Regions from separate parts of the Danio rerio genome. Here region 2 is linked to region 1. A link is a contact called in public Micro-C data. All regions are on one chromosome and are shown on one strand. Each heading gives the region's core, a stretch centred on a gene start, on an enhancer-like site or on the middle of the called end of the contact. The rest is flanking DNA. Distances are from core to core; before and after follow the strand shown.

The links. Hi-C and Micro-C count contacts between places; a contact is called where the count stands out from the background.
Region 2: a contact with region 1 is called in a Micro-C map of caudal fin, with 7 times the contacts expected there. The contact joins the enhancer-like site here to the promoter of gpc5c in region 1. A contact is called at or near these places in 2 of 18 Hi-C or Micro-C datasets (caudal fin and an unstated tissue) and 1 of 4 datasets of contacts at active chromatin or transcription factors (caudal fin).

Annotation. Positions count from the first base shown.
Region 1 is chr2:48,924,308-48,932,119 of GRCz12tu, reverse strand. It overlaps gpc5c (glypican 5c), which reads right to left and starts at 5,101. Exons shown (of 8, transcript XM_005171431.6): 1 at 4,740-5,101. The coding sequence starts at 4,896. It overlaps trnam-cau (transfer RNA methionine (anticodon CAU)), which reads right to left and starts at 6,472; the gene lies at 6,400-6,472.
Region 2 is chr2:49,059,019-49,066,830 of GRCz12tu, reverse strand. All of the region lies in intron 5 of gpc5c (glypican 5c), which reads right to left. Among named protein-coding and RNA genes, the nearest start is that of gpc5c, 140 kb to the right of the region's middle. Within about 2 kb of position 4,715, at least 11 of the 62 cell types and tissues checked have an H3K27ac peak or open chromatin away from gene starts, as enhancers often do.

The sequences.
Region 1 (7,812 bases), core at 3,852-6,351:
GGACAAAGATAGATGGCTAGACCTAGATTGACGGATGGGCAGATGGATGGATGGAACAACAGACAAAGATAGAACTAAATGACAGATTGATAATTAGAATGACAGATGGATGAATGAATGGATAATGACAATGGTAGACACTGATATAACAATAAACATCAATATAATCATCAATATAACATAAAACATCAATATAATCAAATGACGGACGGACAGATAGATGGATAAACGAATGGATAGATAGACGGACGGATAGACAGGAGGATGGACAGACAGACAGACAGACAGACAGACAGACAGACAGACAGACAGACAGACAGACAGACAGACAGACAGACAGACAGACAGATAGATAGATAGATAGATAGATAGATAGATAGATAGATAGATAGATAGATAGATAGATAGATAGATTGATAGACGGATAGACGGATAGATAGACAGATACTTAGACAAAATTACAGATGCACATAACAGACAAAAAGAACAACAGATAGACGATAAAACAGTAGAGCAATGGAAGACAGATAGGTAAAACACCAGACAGAATGGCTGATCGATAAAACAACAGAGAACGACTGAATGACAGATGAAAACAGAGAAAATGGCAAACAGAATTGGGCACGATATGATAAAGTGATATCATAGAAAGACTGGCTTGTGTTTCAGAGTCAGACACCTTCACTAGTGACCACAAACACCTTGATTTACCAGTTCAAGTGTGTAAGATTAATGTCTTGTTACTAAACTGCGCAGGTAGGTTGACCTCTAGGAGCAGGATGGCCACCCCTGTCATAGGAGAACCGGGCCTGACTGTAAGTCCACACACCCTGAGAACTGTGTATCTGCACCCGGTGAGCTCGAGTGGTGTCATTACAGCAGGACTCGCTCCTGTTCACTGAGTCATGTGTCAAAGCAGCTGGCTGAATGTATCTGTCAACACTGATTCCACTAACCTGACACGATCCTTGTCTGAAGTTTACCAAGATGTATTATTTACAGTAGAGTTAAGAGCATTACAGCACACATGAGCAGTCACATCGACTTTGTGGGGTGAAAAATCAGTCAGTGAAGCTATTAAATGGAAGCTCATTACATTACTTTTTCCTGTCAGGAGTTACATGAAGAAACTAAATACTCCAGCATTCTAATAAAAGGTCAAAATATATATTGATTATGATATATTTGAACAACTTGACCATACTAATTACAAATCACATCCAATCATGCCTGTATATTAATATGCACTTTCCATGATATGTTTATCATGCACCACCTCAGCAGTTAAAAATACAGGGGCAGCATGAAACATGCAGAGACATGACAACATTTCCAGTAAGTTAATATAGTGAACAGCTGATGGTTTTTAACAGTGCACTGTGGGAATTTTTAGGATGCAAATGTTTCAGTAACACTGGAACCAATCTGACAGCAGCACCAGAAATGGATGAGTTTCTGGGCTAAGCAGCTAAGCCTGTGTTCACACTTGTAGTTTGGTTCTCTTAGCACTTTTGGTACAGATAAAAAGGAAAAGAATACATTTAGTTAGGGCTACACAATATATCGTTTCAGCATTGATATCACAATGTGAGCATTTGCACTACACACATTGCAGTATTTGACATGTGGAATCAGGATTATAGTCACAGGAGCCAAGGTTGAACAATGATATGATTTATTGTTACACTTTACTCTACAAGTTACCAAAAAGTGTATCATTTGTATATATTTTTAAAGTCTGTTATACTGTGAAAGTATTCCAAGGCAGTTAAGCATTTGGGCGCAACAATTTATAATGTTTGCAATTTAAAAAAGAATTAATGAAAGTCTACACAGTGTAACTTTACGTGTATAAATTCAATTTATGTGCCAGAATACTTCTAGACTCCCAGAAAACTATAAAGAAATGTTTATTTCATTAGTATCTTTGCCGGGGTGCAAACCACGGGGGAGCTCAGCTCCCCTAAATAAGGCATGCCTTCCCTGAAAACATGATTTGTGCAATTTTGGTGGGGTCACAAAAAATATTGACAATGTGTTATTTTGACTTGCGGTTTCAGTATTGTGTAATGTGATCATGGATTACTATATGTTAAAGTACAAAAATATCATTCATGCATGCATGACGGCGATTTACACCTCAAGTAAGAAAAAAGATAACTACACATGCTCTTCTTGTCATTAGCATCAAGATGTGGGGGCGCTGAGGAGCAAAGTCCAGTCATGTCAAAGACTGCAAGCCAGATGCTTCCATATAGATGTTGAGACACTGCCTATTCATTTTCCGAAACAAATGATGTGACGTTGTGTTTTGTTTTATTTGCTTCATACAGTAAGCCAAAACAATGTTTTTTTGTTTTTTTTTAACACTGTGACATTGCTGTAAACATGTTGGACAATGCTGAAAGCAGGTAAACTTGACAAAACGGAGCCTCTTTCAATGGCTTTTCTTTCACTTTTGAATTTGCGATTACGTTTTACATTCGATAGGCCTATGTAAAATACAAAAAGCATATGTTGATCCCTATTGACATCTTCTTGATCTTATAGAACGAATAGAAAAGTGATGAGTTTATATATACATGACAAGTTTATTCCTTTTGTTGTTAAGTGAAACACATCCATATTTCTTGAATTTATGTAAAGTAATATATTTCACTCACAGAAGCACCGCAGGTAAAATTAGGCAACGATGTTATGTTGTTTAGGCTGCTGTTGTTTGTGCATGTAATATATTTATATATATATATATTGCATCAAGATTCAAACGACAGCATTCACTTATTCAAATAAGAGTAAGCAATCAAGCATTTGCAGAATTGTTTCAATCAATTAAAAATGTGAACAAGAATGCTAGTAGGGACAGAGCCCTCATAACCCTACTGTAGACACGTGAACGCAAAGTGCCAAAATGGAGACGTCCACATATTATGGGCATTCTGCTTTTACTGAATCTTTTGGTTTAGTTGCCGCATCCATCTGTTTATTTATTTTTACTGTCTGTTTAGAGCAATGTTGTAGCACCTTTTTGCCCAATACAAATTTCCTCTATGGGACAAAAAAGTTTATCCTATCCTATCCTATCCTAAAAAAAACATTAATGATGTTCAGAACATCACGCGATATCTGCAGTGGTGGTTTTTGGTGGAGACAAGCAGACATTACCACTGTTTGCACTGGGGCAGTCCCGCTGATACACAGACACACATATTAACGTTATGAAAACTTAAGTTTGTTGTACAGTTGGCAGTTCACTTCCGTTATTTGGTACGATTGCATTCCTATCAGAAGTGAACCATACCAGAGTTCGCATGAACCGTACCCCAGACCAATTCTGTCCGGCGAACTTGGGTGCTTACCCGAGTTCAGAAGACGCGTTCACACTAGCTAAACGTATACTCTGATGTCAAACGAACCCAGGTGTGGACCAGAAGTGCTAGTATAAAAGCACCCTAAAAGCCACTCCTTGAGGTTAAATTGTACTTAAGAAACCCAACTACACATCTTTAAGCTTGTTTTGGTCAATAAACACTAAACATACTTTTTTTTAAAAAAAAGCTTTTTTCAATCTTTTTTTTTTTTTTTTTTTTTTTTGCTATTTTGCAGCTTTTGTTGGAGATTTTGAAGCTCTTCGGGCATCTTTTTTTGCCTTAAATGTGCAATATAAATAGATGTTTAACCTGAAAATGACCATGTAGGTCGAAAGGTTTTGACATTAAAAAAAATTTTGGGAGAGGTAAAGTGGCAGTGTACAGATTTTCTTTTGATGTTTTGCTATTGTGTTTGATTTTAATTGAGCACCTGCCTTTAAGATTCCTAGATGTGCGCACATTTCTGTTTCTTAGTTACTAAACAGACAAACAATAAATATATTTTAACAAGAGAAAATAGTATGAAATATACCCTGAGCCAGTACAGCAGCCACAGCACCCGGGTGCTGCATTGCAACAATGAAAAGATTTACCAAAGCAAACAGCTTCAGACAAATATCTTATAGCCTAGTGGTTTTCAAAAGATCGGGGGGGGGCAAAGCAGTGCTGGGTGGTCTTTGAAATATTTAAATAAAAAATAAAATCACACAATATATAAAAAAAACATTTAAAATAAACTAAACTAAATGTTATAAAAAATTTAATAAAATGCATACGACTCAGATAATACTTTAGATCTTTCATAAAATACTTTTTTTACCCAACAGCCCATTTTGAGGGATGTAAATAAAAAAAAATTTAAAAATGGTCCCAATGTATTTCCTGTTTTACATATTAATTTCTATAGCTTCCGAGAATCTAAAAAGAGACACATATTGATAAATAATGCCATAACATCTGTTTTAACATTATGATTGAATTGCCTCTTGTTACAGTTAAGAAATAGTTTGATGATAAGCAGGAAATGTTCATGGGCCAATGACAACCCCAAATTGAAACGGTCTATATAAATGTAGTTTTGATGTATGTAATAGGCTAATATAGCCTATATAGATTTACATTTCAGGATGTAGTAAAGTAAAATATTGAAAATAACCAAATAAACTAGATTGGTATATTTTTACTTCAAAAGTAGTAAGGTTAAAGTAATGACATAAGCTTTTACGAGACAAACAGGTATAGCAGTAGAAAAGATATTTCGGATGCAACTGACTTTACCATGGTAAATCAATCATCAATCTCCTTTACCAAAAAAAAAAAACGGTTGTTGATCTAGATGAGACGATTATCCACGGCGTTCAGACTCACCTGTAGCAGGTGTTTCAGGAACCCACTTCAGCTGGCCGATCTGGCGCACCTGAAACGCTGTTTTCACCTCGTGACAGCTGTGAGCGCGCGTGGTGGACAGTGTCGCGAGCTCCACCGCGAGCACCGTAATAATCCAGCTGACATTCACGCGTGACATGACGGCATTTCAGTGGAGAAATCAGTGCCGTGGAAATGCTTAATGATCTGAGACTGACTGCAAAATGTGTAAAAAAAAAAGGAAAAGAGGAAGTCGCCCGTGTTGAACTTTCACATGCTGCACCGGCTGTATTGAGTCCTTCCTTCCCAAAGCCAGACTGGAGAAGAGCCGCCGCTGCGTCCCGTTCACGGAGAGTGTCACTTTCATTCAGCATGTGGAATCATTCAGAAATCTCTCTCTCTCTCTCTCTCTCTCTCTCTCTCACACACACACACACACACACACACACAATCGCACGCGCGCGCACACACACACTCTTGCTCAGTCTGTCATCAAAGATTTACTTGACTATCAGGATTTACAATACTACAATGATTGCAAAGCACTGAAAGAGCCAAATGTAATAAAAAGATAAGATATATTTTTAAAAAGTAAACAAAATAATTACATATGGGGTACAAAATCTGGCAAACAAATATCACCAGGTTAGTAAATAAGTAAATAAATAACGATAATAAACAAACGAATACAGAAATAAATAAATAATGATAATAAATAAATAAATATATAAATAAATAAATAATGATAATAAATAAATAAATATAATAAATAAATACATAAATAATGAAAATAAATAAAAATGAGAATAACTAAATTAGTAAATAATGATAATAAATAAATTTGTAAATAATGATAATAAATAAATAATTAATGATAATAAATAAATACATAAAAATAATGATAATAATAAATAGAAAAATGATAAAAAATAAATACATAAATAATGTTAATAAATAAATAAATAATGATAATAAATAAATAATGTTAATAAATAAATAATTGCCACTGCATCTAAACGCATCGAGTGTTTTATTTTAGAATAAAATTATTTTAAAAATTATTTTAGAGTTTCTTTTGTTGTTTTTATTAACAGCTTAAAATATAAAATATGAATATTTTTTTAAGTTTTTGTAAGTCTTATGTTTGTAAGTTTTTTTTAAGTTTGGGTCTTTGGGTCTCTTTCCAAATTTTCAAGTTAAAATATTTTAAAGTTTTAACTTAACTGTAACCTAGACACAGAAAATAATTATTATGAAATTATGACATATACAACATTAAGTAGAGCTGTGTGTATTAGACTAGAAAACAAGACCCTGTGAACTTGTACTGGGCAAAAATCTATCGCATCCGAAATAAAAATTTGTTTTGACAAATACATTATACATATATAAAATGTTAATATAGTTAAAAATATTAAATTCATAAACATATGTATATATAGAAACATTATTAGAACACACACATATTATTATTATTATTATTATGTCAAAACAAACTTTTATTTTGGATGCGATTAATCTTTGCCCGGCATTAGTTTTAACACTAACCTGTTTTTCTGTTGACGCCTAACCATAGACTGGTCCCAATATCGCTATGACTATATACAGTAGATTCACTATTCTTGTTCCTAATCCTAACAATTTCGTCCTGACAAAACGCAACTGCCCCGTGTGAGGATCGAACTCACGACCTTCAGATTATGAGACTGACGCGCTACCTACTGCGCTAACGAGGCTAATGCTGGCGAACTCGTAAGTTTTTGAAACAATGGTTCCTATTGGCCGATGAGTTTCTATTAGGATCTGTTGGCGATTGTGATTGGTTATTATACTTTTTTAAAAATCCAATTACAACTTTTTCATTACCTGCAAACAATGTTCATTGTTTTCTAACGTTTTTTTACGCCCAAAGGCGGTTTACTGAGCAAATTCGTTCTGCTAGTTTAAAAATTAAACAATCCACTTAAACCACTAGGCTAACTCTTTAAATAAGACTAGTATTACAGTTTTTCTCGATTGCTTGGATGCAGTTGTCAACTGAAACTCCACATTTTCAAAACAGTTAACACACAGGCCTAAACTGCGGCACTCATGGTCAAAATGACACATTTTGCTTGCAAAAGGCACATATCGTGTCAAAACATTTAACATATGCAACAACAGTATAGGACAGCCATATTGACCTCCTCCATCAATGCTGGCACAGAACAACACAGACCTTCCATCGTTTATATAAGGTTTGCAGAATGATGGCTAATTGAAGATTTGTGTGAAGGAGTGTCAAACCGGTGCTTCAGTGATTTCATACTGATGTTGGTAGTTTTTAATAGTTAGGAATAGATGGATTCTGTTTGGTTACCAAAACTAAAACAATGGAGTTTGGACTGCTTGAATGACATCTGTGTTAACTGTTTGGAAAAATGGTAGGGAAAATGTGTCAACCCAATGAGAAAGGGTTTACACATTTGCAAGACCTGTCCTCTGCTCTGCTGGGATAGTGATAATGAAAATGAAGAGGTACCTAGTTTCTTTAACCAGGTCAAAGCAAACTAGAAAAACTGTAAAACTGATTTGGCGGCTGATTACAGTTTTTCTCGATTGCTTGGATGCAGTTGTCAACTGAAACTCCACATTTTCAAAACAGTTAACACACAGGCCTAAACTGTGGCACTCATGGTCAAAATGACACATTTTGCTTGCAAAAGGCACATATCATGTCAAAACATTTAACATATGCAACAACAGCTAGTTTTACCTTCAAACAACACAACTTGCAAACAAGTATAAGAGCTCTTTCATTTAATCATTACACAATGCACAACAAAATACAAAATACAGAACTCAAAATGCACCACCATTGCTTGCCATTGTAGCTTATAGCCAATGGCATTTGTTGTCTCTATTTTGGGCTGTCAAATTCGCCTTTTTGCAAAGAATTGGATCAAGAATAAGATGTGCTTTGATTGAATATATATTGAATTCATGACATTTTTCAAACTGTGGCTGAAAACTGAAATACTGTAAATAAAAAAAACAGACAAAAGTAATAAAATACTGTAAATATTAGAGAAAACAC
Region 2 (7,812 bases), core at 3,466-5,965, 140 kb before region 1:
TTAAAAAGTAAAAAAAGAGAAAAAAACTCCATGTTTATCTGCACTTGGAAATGTTGCCTGGACCTTATAAATATAGGCGTTATGTCATCATATTCATATATAAATCATTTTTGATAATTTATTTAAATATATGTAGCATGTACATATGACATATTTGATTCATCCGCGTACCACTAGAAGGAAGCCCCCGTACCACTAGTGGTACATGTACCACAGTTTGAGAACCACTGGTTTAGTCTATTAGTAATAGGATGGTGTGTGTGCGTGTGTGTCAATCAAATTATTTCAGATTTGTTGACTATTTTGCAGACATGTAGGCCCTGGTGTATTTTTTTCCCGGTAGGTTCAAGGTTCCTTAATCTGTATACACATAGACTGACTTTAGTTATATTCACTTCTTTGCTTCAAGCATGACAAAGCTGCTTGAGTCTATGTTCTGTGTCACACGCCATCTGAATTACATTCAGATTAATTAGCCTAAATCTGAGGCAACAGACTAAATCGAAAGCCATGCTGCTATTTACAAAACATTTACAATTATTTTATCAATGATGCAGCATCTCTTTGATTTTAATCTTGCATAGACATGCTGCGGACCAGTTATGTGCCTTTTTTCCACGATCGTTGTGCAACTTTTCCTCAGGCTCTGCGCCAAGTGGATTGATTTTTAGCAGCTGATGACATGATGCACTAAACATTTTAAGTACAGCAGTGTGATTGTACAATTCAGGGAACAGCCAATGCTGATCAAATCGGTGCTATTGTATGTGTCAAAGAGTTGAAAGTGTTTTTTTTTTTTTCTTTTATTATTCAGTGAGTCCACAGTTTGAAAATCACTGATATAATATAACATAATAGAAAAGAATACAATAGAATATTAAATAACATTATATCAAATAATATAATATAATATAATATAATATAATATAATATAATGTAATTTAATAATATATAATAAAATACATATAATAAAATATAAAATAACATAATATAATATAAAAGATATAAAATATAATATAATATAAAAAAATATTATATCATAAAATGTAATATATAATATAATATAATATAATATAATATAATATAATAAAAATATATATAATAAAATATAAAATAACATAATATAATATAAAAATTTAATAATATAAAATGTAATATTTAATATTTAATAAAATTAAATTATATAATAAAATATTATAATATAATATAATATAATATTTTAAATATTATATAAAATAAAATAATATAAACTAAAATAATATAAACTAAAATATAATATAATATAATATAATATAATATAATATAATATAATATAATATAATATAATATAATATAATATAATATAGGATAAAATAATATAAAATATAATATAATATAATATTTTAAATATTATATAAAATAAAATAGTATAATATAAAATAATATAAACTAAAATATCATATGATATAATATAATATAATATAACATAATATAATACATTTCAATTCATCTAAATATTTTATATAATTGAATTTAACATCTAAAGCCACCATACCATCTAATATAATATATATATAGTATATATATATATATAGTATGATATAATATAATATAATATAATATAATATAATATAATATAATATAATATAATATAATATAATATAATATAATATAATATATCTAAATATTTTATATAATTGTATGTAACATTAAAACTAGTTTGAAAAATGTTAGTTCCAATTGAAATATAATTACTAAATTAATATGATAAAGTAATGTCATTCATGTCAAAATGTGGTTTCTAATGGAAAATAAGGCTATAGGAACATTCACAGACAGTAATATCACCAGCGAGATGGCTTTTTAAAGAATGCGGTCTGCTGAAGATCATCCAATAATTCTTGAATTCGTTAAGATGAAGTGATTTGTGTGGTGCGTAACGGTAATTGTGGGAAAGGCGGTCCGCAAATCTCTTCTAATTGCTTTCAGGTCTGGAAAAATTCCTCACGACATGTGCTTCTCTGCATGTATTGTGGGTAATGGAGTCATTAATTTACACGGTAAAATCCACATTTTTTTAAATTTGCTGAATCTGCAGGCACAAAAATCCACCCAGAGGCCTTTTATATGATATAAAAGCATGCTATATTTACGTGCACATATACATACAGACCTTAAGAACCTTTTTTCTTTGATCCAAACAGAGAGAATGTGGTTTGAAGATTACAAGACCACACACCATTGCGCTATTTCTGTTCATGTGAACGAATGAGCATAAACTGTGAGCATAACAGGGACACACATGACGAATGGCACATGGAGATCAGGCAAACAGCTGGCTGATGCACACACAGATATTTATTCCACCTACAATTATACCACACACCCAGGGCTTGCTGAACAGAAGCAAAAACAACAGATATATCTGAATAAGAAGTTTACTTTAGATAAATAATAAATATATAAATACATTTAAAGTTATTAAATAAATTAAAGTTAAAAAACCAACAAACAAACATGGCAGTAGTAGTGGTTAATCTGGCAATAATAATAATAATAATAATAATAATAATAATAATGATAATAATAAACTAAACGATTAAAACTAAAGATTAAATAAACAACTAAACGAGTAAATAACTAATAAAATAAAAATACAGGTAATATAATTACCTAAAAAATATATAAAAAGAATGGCAATAATAATAATAATAATAATAATAATAATAATAATAATAATAATAATAATAGACAAAGCAAAAAATTAAGGAAAACAAAACAAACTACTAAGAAAATAAAATAAGGAGTAAGAATATACTTATTTAAAAACTACAAAAATAGTGAAATTACTAAATGAACAAGTAAACAAAAATATTAAAAAAGTGACAAAATTCTGACAAAATAATACAACAAATAAGCAAAATAAAATAATAATAAAATAAATTAAACAACGAAATTACTAAATAACCAATAAAATAAGAATACAGATAATAAAATTAACCAAAAATTAAAATAAAAAAATTATGAGAAAAAGAAAACAAATGAATAAAGTAATAAACTACTCATAAATTAAAATTAAGACTATAGGGAAAAGGATTAAAAACAAGAGTAAAGTATATAGAGGAAATGACAAAAATGGGGAAATTAACAATATACAATAAAATAATTCAAAGTAAATAAAATAATAAACGAAGAAGAAGAAGAAGAAAAAGAAAAAGAAGAAGAAGAAGAAGAAGCAGGATAATAATGACAATAATAATATTACTGTAGGAGGAAGGAATGTATCACTTAATAAAATGTAAAACCTAAAGAAAATCAAATGACAAAATTAATAAATAAACTATTAAGAAATTCAAAATAAAACCAAGAATAAGAATGGTGTATATAGACTTATTTAAACATTACAAAAATTAGGAAATTACCAAGTTAAATAAATACAATACAATTCTTTAAAATAAAATAAACTAAATACAATAATAATAATAATAATAATAATAATAATAATAATAATAATAAAATATGATTAAATAAACAGCTACATGACAAAATAACTAATAAAATAATACAGATAATAAAATTAACATCAAATTGTAATAAAAAATATATATAAAAAATTAATTAACTCATAACAATTAAATTAAAATTAAATATAATAAAAGGAAAAAAAATGAATAACTAAACAAATTGTAAAAAACTAAAGAAACAAAACAAATGACTAAATTAATAAGTAAAAGGTTTATACAGAAATTTAAAAATGACAAATGGAAAAATTAATCAATTAAATACAATAACATTAATTAAAATAAAATAAATATAATAATAATAATAATAATAATAATAATAATAATAATAATAATAATAATAATAATAGTAATAATAATAATAAAGTATTAAATAATTAACTAAATGACTAAATAACTAAAAAAAAAACTAATGTAAAACAAAAAAACTATCACTACTAACAATTAAAATAAAATAAAAAAATTATAATAATTGAGGAAGAATACATTTATATCTAAATAAAATTTAAAAACTAAAGAAAAACAAAACAAATGGCTAAATTAATAACTAAAAGGTTTATACACTTTTAACGGGGAAATTAAGTTAAATATTAAAATAAATATTTATATCACTAACGCAATAAAATAAATAAAAATAAAATAAAGTTAAATAATAATAATAATAATAATAATAATAATAATAGTAATAATAATAATAACGATAATAATGCATTATACAATAGTTGTTCAACTCCGTTGAAATAGCTATGTCATAGAAAAAAAGTCACTGCATGATATTGGGTACTGTGGGAGGTTGCCAGTTGAAAGAGTGATGCTGTCCTCTACGAGTGCCAATAAATATGATCTCTCTCTCTCTCTCCTGGGAAACTGAAGTGCAGCCTATCTGTGTGCGATAACCTCAAATCCCTGCTAGCTCTGCTCAGCTTCACTTTAAATCCACACAGACACAAGAGAGTCACGTTTGGTCTGCCATCATTAATTACTGAGGATAAACGGGGGCGTTCAGGAAGGAGGACAAACCCACGTCGTAACTCTCACGAAATAAAGGAATGTGTCATGAGAGAGTGAGTCGGGCGGCAGGATGGTGTTTCTGGAGCCCATCTGGAGGACGGTGTGTGTGTGTGTGTGCGCGTGCGTGTGTGTGTGTGTGTGTGCGTGCGTGTGTGTGTGTGTGTGTGTCTGGAGAAGGACTCAAGCTTATACAGACAGTGAGATGACACCAGTGTTTGAGTCATACAAAGCAGGGTGGAGGTGGAGGTCAAGGACGCCGCTGGGACGGGCCTTTCATTTACTCTGCGAAAACAAATATGAGCTTTTGTTTCATAACGTCTACCTTCTCCTCCCTCGTTTCACTCTCTTTCCATCTCCTCCCAGATGAATAGACCTGCTGTGCCCTCACAAGGCTTCTCAACTTAACTCAAAGGGTCAGTTCACCCAAAAAGTGAGTTACGTTATTGGCAATACTCGCCATCATTTTATTTCAAACCCCTGAGATGTTCGTTCATCTTCGAAACACAAATTAAAATGTTTTAAATGAAATCTGTCAGCTCCCTCATCCCCCACAGACAGTACGCTTCCTGAATCGTTCAAAGTCCAGAAAAAATACCAAATGAATCTCCTCCAAACAGACCGTATGCCTTCAGTGGCTCAAACTGAATATTATCAAACCATGAGAATTGTTTTGTGCACACATAAAACAAAAACAACAACTTCATTGAACAGTTAATTTTTTCAGATTGCTTGTGCGCAATATACTGACACTGAAGAGGAGAAGAAGCTGTTGAAAAAAACACCCTGTACTGGGTCTTCTAGCAGTTTTTGTTCTCAAAAACCCATTAGTGGGCGCTATGTACATTTTTAACAATGTCAAATACGTTACAGGGGCATGTTTTCTCATACAAGCTATTTCTCATAAATCTACCAGGGACTGGCGTTTCTGGAATCTCAACATTCCTTTCAAGCACATATGAAAGAAAAGACAGTCAGCTTGTCATAGTGCTTATTATATCAGTTTGATGCTGACCAACCCACCCCCTTCCCTAAATCCAACCGAAAGTGTTTTCAAAAGCAAACTATTGCCCTTATTCTAAAATGCGGAAGTGCGCCTGTTTTCGCGATTGTCTTAGAACTTCCGATTCAATCGCCTATGGGAGAAATGACTCGGAATAATAAACGGCAGAAAACGGTCAAACTACTTGCTCTACAAACAAATGTTTGCATGACTATACAGACCAAGTAGAATAATATGACAAAGAAATGTCAAATTGCAACATCAAGCAGCGTAATGAGCAGTTTTTAATGTCTAAAAATGAATGGAAGTGAATGAGACCGGAAGTCTCGAGAAAAAATTTTTTTTAATGGCAGCGCCCGCTCATTGGCGGAGAATAAGGTCAATAATAGAAAAGCCATTTTGAGCTTAAAAAGCATCACACACTGCTTTATAGGTTTCGTTTTACCTGGTTTCTGGAAACATCCTTCACTGTATTTGAACCTCAGATCACTCCAATTTGGAGTACAAAGTCTGACACCATTTGTGGTGAGTTACCAAGCAAAACAATCACTATGGAAAAGCCATACCGTCCCATAGTTTTTAATTTACACACATACTGCACCCATATGTACCAGCGAGCACATATTTGTAAGTTCTCAAAAAGTAACCCTGGGCACATTTTCACAATAGGCCCCTGTTGGATTTCCCATGCTGCTTTTGCCCAAGGTTTCTTAAAACTATGGCAAACTAGCTTCAAGTTTTGCTAGTTGACTGCATAGTTATGGCTAGTCCACCAGCACAAACCCTTCTGGACATGCTCTTAACTGGTTATTTGAGCAAGACTATCCTCTTATTGTTTCCTCCAGTCACTAATGAAGCGAGCAGAAGCAGGAACAGGAAGCGTCTTTAAGGTCAGAGCTCTGAGTTTTTCTCCCAGAGAGACGCTTCTCTCTCTCAGGATCTGCTCCTCTGGCTCTCTGATCTGCCCACGGGGAGAGTGTCAGAAAGCCCATCCCTTTCATCTCCTCTGGGGCTCGCTTCTGATCCCCATCTCTCCTATTTATTTGATTTCCAAGATGCTGTTTGATGACTCAGAGTCTCTACCGTCCAGTTCACTGTTTGCTGTGCATCTTTCTCAGCGAACCATCACTGCTTTGATTCATGGCTGCACTGTCCTGTGCGAAAGCACACAGCTTCTTGTGACTTAGCTAGAAAAAAAGTGGAGCAGATGATGTAATGTTGTTGAATTTATCGCTTCATTGTCTTGAAAATGAATGGGGGAAACTCTAACGCTTAACATGGTGACTATGGGAAACAGTCCTGTCTTTCAATTAAACAAGCTAAAGGGGTTTTCAATTGAAGTTCTAAGAGGTCTAACCTCAACATCGCTTTCCCAGCATCACAACCACAGCAAGTGGGGGGCCAACGACAGCGGACTGCATTTTAAAGCAGTTTAAGGCTGTTTTACACTGTGGAGAAGCCACATCTAAGCCACAAATGTACTGGCAACACAAATATATTTACATGGATTTACAATATTGGGAAACAATGGATCAAATGCAAATTCGTGATGATGATCTGTTTAGCTGTGCTTTTAGTGAATGAGCTCTGTACTATGTCTCAGTGTTTGCACTACATAATCTTATGCATCTCTCTATTTTTCAGCCCAGACTCATTGGAAATATGTGACTCAACCTACATGTTTACTGAATGTAAAAATGTGCAGCTCCAGATCTATTTTTGTGCATGTGTCAGATGACAGATCCACTTGAGTGCCCTGTTTGGTACATGTTTTTTTTTTTTTTTTTTTTTAGCTCATAGAAAAGGAAAACAAGCGGAAAATCTGTTAAATCTGACATGGCAAGACAAAAAGAATTTTGAAAATGTTATCAGTTTTAATTTGGCTAGTCCACAAACTTTTCCCCCTGGCTGGTTATTGGCCACAAGTTGGTCAATGACCAGTGAAAACTAGGCCAAAACCAGTTCAATGGCCAGTCAAAACTAGCCCAACTATGGCCAATTATGTGCTACTTTCAAACATATTATGTGGGTTGTTGCTGAATAATAATTTTATGTAATCTACAGACGGAATTCCATCAATTACAACTTATTTAGGAATATGTTGAATATCTTATGGAATAGTTCACCTCCATCAGAATTGTTTTGCATTTGCCTTATCCATTTCACATGACACAGCATGTATAACTACCACCTTTATATTTATTAATATACAGTCATTTTCAAAGAAGAAACTGAGTATATTAAAATGTATTTCACCAACGGGCGGTGGCATATTTTCAGTTTTTATATTATTGAGCTTGT